Linked DNA regions of Macaca mulatta: region 1 is linked to region 2. Evidence: chromatin contacts called from public Hi-C data. All regions are on one chromosome and are shown on one strand. Each heading gives the region's core, a stretch centred on a gene start, on an enhancer-like site or on the middle of the called end of the contact. The rest is flanking DNA. Distances are from core to core; before and after follow the strand shown.

Evidence for each region. A called contact is a pair of places that touch in the nucleus more often than the background predicts.
Region 1: a Hi-C map of fetal cortex germinal zone shows a contact between it and region 2, with 2.9 times the contacts expected there. The contact joins the promoter of TPM1 here to the enhancer-like site in region 2. A contact is called at or near these places in 4 of 14 Hi-C or Micro-C datasets (blood, fetal cortex germinal zone, fibroblasts and 1 more).

Annotation. Positions count from the first base shown.
Region 1 is chr7:40,387,132-40,389,831 of T2T-MMU8v2.0, reverse strand. It overlaps TPM1 (tropomyosin 1), which reads right to left and starts at 1,329. Exons shown (of 9, transcript XR_013395649.1): 1 at 1,133-1,329; 2 at 1-41.
Region 2 is chr7:40,122,824-40,125,523 of T2T-MMU8v2.0, reverse strand. TLN2 (talin 2) reads right to left here. Exons shown (of 60, transcript XM_077939530.1): 45 at 2,357-2,458. Among named protein-coding and RNA genes, the nearest start is that of MIR190A, 43 kb to the left of the region's middle. Within about 2 kb of position 1,438, at least 13 of the 40 cell types and tissues checked have an H3K27ac peak or open chromatin away from gene starts, as enhancers often do. A contact at or near this core is called in fetal cortex germinal zone, where this site is marked.

The DNA of each region.
Region 1 (2,700 bases), core at 80-2,579, 260 kb before region 2:
CCCTTGAGTTTCTTTTGCAGTGACACCAGCTCATCTTCCAGCTGGGATTTGGCCAGGGGGTACGGGGAGGGAGGGGGGTGCAGCAGGCAGCGTGATCCCGAAGGGGAGGGGTGTGGGTGCACAGAACCAGAAGGACAGGGACAGCGGGAGAGACAGAGGGAAAGACAGGGAGAGAGAGAGAGAGAAAGAGAAAGAGTTAGCCATTCGTGCGCCACGCTGTGCCGCGCGCCCCGGGTACCTTGGCGGCGGCCTCCTCGGCGGCCAGGAGGCTGTCCTCCGCCTTGTGCAGCTCCTCCAGCACCCGGTCCCGCTCGTCCTCCGACACCCGCAGCAACTTCTCCTTGGCCGCGATGTCCTCCTCGAGCTGGGGGCAGCGGCGGGCGGGCGCGGGCGGCCGGCACGGACCGGGTGTTAGACACACACAACACACGGGCATCGGGTTGACTGGGGCCCCTGGGGCTCGGGGCACCGCCGCCGAGATGGAGTGCAAGGGACCCAAGGTAACTTTCTCTTTACCCGAGCTGGAACCGCTCCAGGGCTCACCCCGCACACCCACCTGCCCTGGGAGGAGACTTCTGCCGAGGTCTCAGCGGGCTCAAGTCCACTACTTGGGGACACAGAAGAACGCCACTGCTGGCCTGGCTTTCGGGCTGTAGCCTCCATTCCGTCCCATCTTTGTTCTTTGGTAACAACTCCACGACTCCCCTTTCCTCCCCAAGTTTAACGTTCCTTTCTCCCCAGTCAAAAGTCAAATAACTTATAACACTTGAATTACTCGACACCCTTTCTCCATCCCGCGCCCTTCCTTCAAACGTCCCCAGGAACCGGGTGTCCTCCTCCCTGCCCCAAACTGATTCCCAGTCCTGAGAATAAAGCGCCTCTAGGACTTGACTTCGCGGGTCATGGGAACCAGAGAAGGGAAATAAGCGTCCTCAGATCAGACTACAAAGTTAGACTAAGCCTGGCTTTTGCATTTCCCTTCCTTCTTTCCAGACGCGCGCCCTGGCCGCCCTGGGTGGTGGTGGGGGTAGGGTGGTATCTCCCCGAGTCCTCGGGGTGGGGATCCAGCCGGGGGTGCCAGGCTCGGGTCCCCGCACTCGGGGCGCGGGTTCAGGGCCGGGGAGGCGCAGACCTGCTTGCTCCTGTCTTCCGCCGCCTTCTTGTCGGCCTCCGCCTGCTCAGCTCGATCCAAGGCGTTCTCCTTGTCGAGCTTCAGCATCTGCATCTTCTTCTTGATGGCGTCCATGGTGGCGGCTGCGAGGGGCCCTGGGGCTGCGGCAGGAGCGGCGGGGCGAGCGCGCGATCGGGCGGAGGAGCGGGAGTGCGAGCGCGGAGCCGCCTGCTGCTCCCAGATATGTACTTTCCCAAGGGGGCGACCGCATTCCTCAAGACAGCCAATACTTTTTTGGAAAAGCTTTTTTCTCCTGCCCCCCTTCCTCCTCTCCTCCCTCCGCCCCGTGCCCCCTCCCCGCTCCTCCCGCGGGGGCTGCTCGCCCATTCGCTGCCGGCCGCCGGCCTCCCAGTTGACGGTGTATATGACTATATATGGGGACCCGAGCAGCCGAGTCGGCTGCCGAGCAAGGCCGCCCTGTTTCTAAACCTGCGCGCCAGGGAGAGGGCGTTGGGGCCGAGCCGAGGCTAAGGCGCAACCCTCTTCCCTCCGCGCCCCCTTCTCTCAGGGCCGACACCCCGCCATTTGGATCCCCAGCCGAGCCCGCTGTGAGCCGCCGGAGGCTGGGAGAGCGCGGGCCAAGTGGTGGATGCGCGTCGCCCCCCTGGGCCGTCCCCCGGCGCGCTGAGCCAAAGGCCGGGAGGCTTCCCAGCCGTGCCGCACCCCGCGTCAGGGCCGGTGCGCTCTCGGCACCCGCCAGCGCCTCCCAGGCAGCTCTCAGCCAGCCAGGTGTCATCCTGGGCGCTCACGCTCTGGAAACTCAACTGAAACAGAGAAAGGGAGAACGTGGGAGAAAGCCTGGGGCGGCTTCTGAGACTTTCTCTGCGGGCGCGGGTCAGAAAGGCAGGGGGCGGCACAGCGACAGCACACGGAGTCTTGTTTTCTGCGTGCCCTTTCCCCCAGCGGAGGTGACAGTCAAATACTTTAGGGACACAGGACTCAGTGGCGTACTTCTGTGCTTGCTGTGCGGTGCCTCCAAAAAGGTGTACGTGTGTACGTGTGTACGTGTGTGTGTGCGGGTGGCAGTTTAAGGGGAAAGAACATTGAGTTTAGACTCACGCAACTTGGTCTGTGGTCTCTACTCTGCCACCAGCAACTGTGTGAACTTGTTTGCTGCCCGCGGCTTTCTCAACTTTAAATCTAGGGTGTAGATGATCTCCGAGGTCCCTCCAGATCTAACTTGTTATAATTTTTCTTGCACTGATTTTAGGGAGTCGGCCTTTCCATGTTAGATGCTTAGGTGCCAGGTTTCGGAAAACGTGGGATCGGCGTTATCCCGGCTAAGTCATTGCATCCGCAGCCGCAATTCTGAGGAGGGAGCAGGCCCGGCTTTGCCATGTGAGCTGTGCTTGGAAGCGGGAGGATTTTTCCCCCAACACTTCTTATTTTGAACTCTACTGCTCCCATCCCCCAAGGGGGAAAGCCTGCTTTTTTTCAGAGCTTCAGTGGGAGGGGAGGAGAGAGGGCTGCCCCCAAGCCCTGAGCTCAGCTGAGGCACGGTTGGTGAGGGTCTTGTTAACAGTCCCCAC
Region 2 (2,700 bases), core at 189-2,688:
AAGCCCATGCTACACTGCACACAAAAGGCCAGAGCCCTCGCAGGGCCCTGTTCAGGCCAGATTCTGACCGGGCCAGTGGGGACATGCTCAGCGTTGGGGCTGTGCAGCTTGGAGCCAGCCCCCAGGGTCCCCCCTCTGGCAGGTGAGTGTGCCAGCTCCTCGCCAGCCCTGCTCTGGGGGGTCACCAGAGGAATTCCCCCTAGAAGCCCCCAGAAGGCACAAGCCCTGTTCGCTTCTCACTCCTGGGCCCAGGCTTCTGTAGGGGGCTGATCTGGTCTCTGGATGCCCCGAAGCAGGTCCCACCCAGGCGAGAGAGGGCATGAGGACAGGGCTGTTAAGAAAACCATGAATGAGAAGTGCTGGATAAGCCAATGTTTTAGAGGAAAAAAAACTCATAGAGGATACAGCTTTGCAGTAAATTTGTGCCAAGGAATCACAAGGTTTTACCCACAAATTTAGTTAAGAGTAGTGTGTAGCCCACATGGTCAAGTTCTGCCTTTATTATGAAGATACTCGGGATTTTTCTCTGTTTCATAGACTGATGCATCTCAATTATCTAAGGTAGCTGGCATGCTAGTTTCTAGTGTTTCTTCTTCCTCTGGACAAAAATACCTTTAAATTCTCACAAAAGCAGTTTTAATCTACCACCCAGAAGGGTGTCAACTTGTCCCTCATCACGGGGCTCCCCTCCTGTTCCACCTCCTCTTGCTCTGGATAACAATACTGTCTCTTTATTTGTGGTCTTTTAAGACCTTGATTTTAAACAGCCTTTTAAAATACCTTTTGAATGACTCTCCATCCATCAAGGCAGGACAGGAATGTCCACCCCATCTAAGGCATGTGTACAAGGACACGTCCCAGCCTTCAGCTGAGATGTGGCCTCCAAGGAACGCACACTGAGCTGCACGAGAGTGAGTGGTGCCACGCACTGCTCCACTGCGACCTGCCAACAGGTGCACTGGGTCACTCCTTACGGGGTGAGGAGGGCCTCTTTCACACAAGGAGCCAGGCCAGTTATCTCAGGAGTGACCACGCAGCCTGAAGCTCAGCTCCTTAAGCTCATGGACACCCAGGGTCAGGCCAGGGCAGCCCAGGACCTGGTTCTGGAGACATTCCAGAAACACCATGAGGCTGCTCAAACATGTTTTTACCGCTGCTGCGCTGTGCTTCCTGCTCATCAGGAATCTGCGCTGAAGGGCTGCTGGCTCGGACCTAGGATCCATCCCCCACGCTCCCGAGAAGGACAAGACTGGGCTCAGCTCCAGCTTTTCACAGAACACTGAGATGGGTGTACCATTCTCCAGCCTGAATTCTTTTAAACAAGCCTGGCACAACCACAGAGTTTCCATGAATGAATGGCAGCAGCCAGGGACGACTTTGTGGTCCAAGCTCAACCTCTAGTGGACACACGATTACATGACAAAACCACTCAGAGGGGATCTGGGCACAGCAACCACGTGGTGGCTCATTCTGGTCACTCCAGCGAGGAAGGCCCATTGATTTCTCAACCCAGGCTTCTGTGGCAAGTATCAAAGAGGCATGTTTCCCCCGAGAAGGACAAGAAATTTTATCTTATGGCATCTGAGCTTTCAAGAGTTGAGAGAAACTTTTTCTATGGACTCCTATCAATTCTTTGGGAACCACATTTGTCATCTTTCTTATAACTGCTTAACATATCAGAGAGCATTCACTTTCTCTCAATGCCATTTGTATCTAAGGATCTATATATTACAGTTCTGGCTGCATTACATTTTAGCCAAAAAAAAAAAAAAAAAAAAAGCCCAAACCAAACATTACCTCCAAAAGTCGTATGCCTTCTACTGTCAGGAATTTTTTTTTTTCTTTTTACATAACCATACTGTTTCATTTTGCCTGAAAGATGGCAATACCTTATTGTCCAAGTATTATAACTTGATTTCATCAAATAATCTCATCTCTGTTCTATTTTATCCCGAAATATCTTCTCTTGCACTGTTATTTTAATCTACTAAAAACACCTCCAGTCCTTTGTGAGGTGAATAGGATTCTTCCCCTTTCTCCTTAACTACAAATTCCTTGTTTTCCCCGTCTTCTCATTTTCTCTCCTTCCTTTGCTCCTCTGTCCTCATGCCCAAGTCTCAGCCACCTTTAATTCCCTCTTGCAGCTTTTTCATGAGATAAGAACTACAGCAGACTGGGGCTACCAGACACAGGCAGCCAGAAAGACCACAGATAAAGGACAGAAGCTGGAGCCCCTGAGGGACTAGAGAGTGGTCTGGGCTCTCTCTCCGACACAGATCTGGGATTTGCAGGCTCAGCGGCGGCAGTGGATAAAAAGGCAACTAACAGTGGGGAGGGCAGTTCTCTCCCCTCTTACCATTTCCTGAGCTGTCACCGCAATGGCTTTGGAGTATTTAACCACAGTTGTCTGATAGTCGACAAATGTTCCCTTTGGTTCTGGAGGAGTGCCTTCATCCAGCTACAGAGGAGAGGAAAAGAATCCAAAGGTCATAAGAAGCCTGGTGAAGTGTAGACTGTATTTATGAGAATTAGGAACTTTGAAAAACAGAGCGGGCCTCCGAGATTCTTTCGCCCAGTGTCAACTCAATTGCCCAACTTGTGCAATAAGGACTTCAACAGAAGGGCACATAAGGCATTCGGGGTACATGTCAAGGAGAGGCTCCCAGCCTTGCCTGAGAGGAGCGGGAGGCCTTCCAGAGG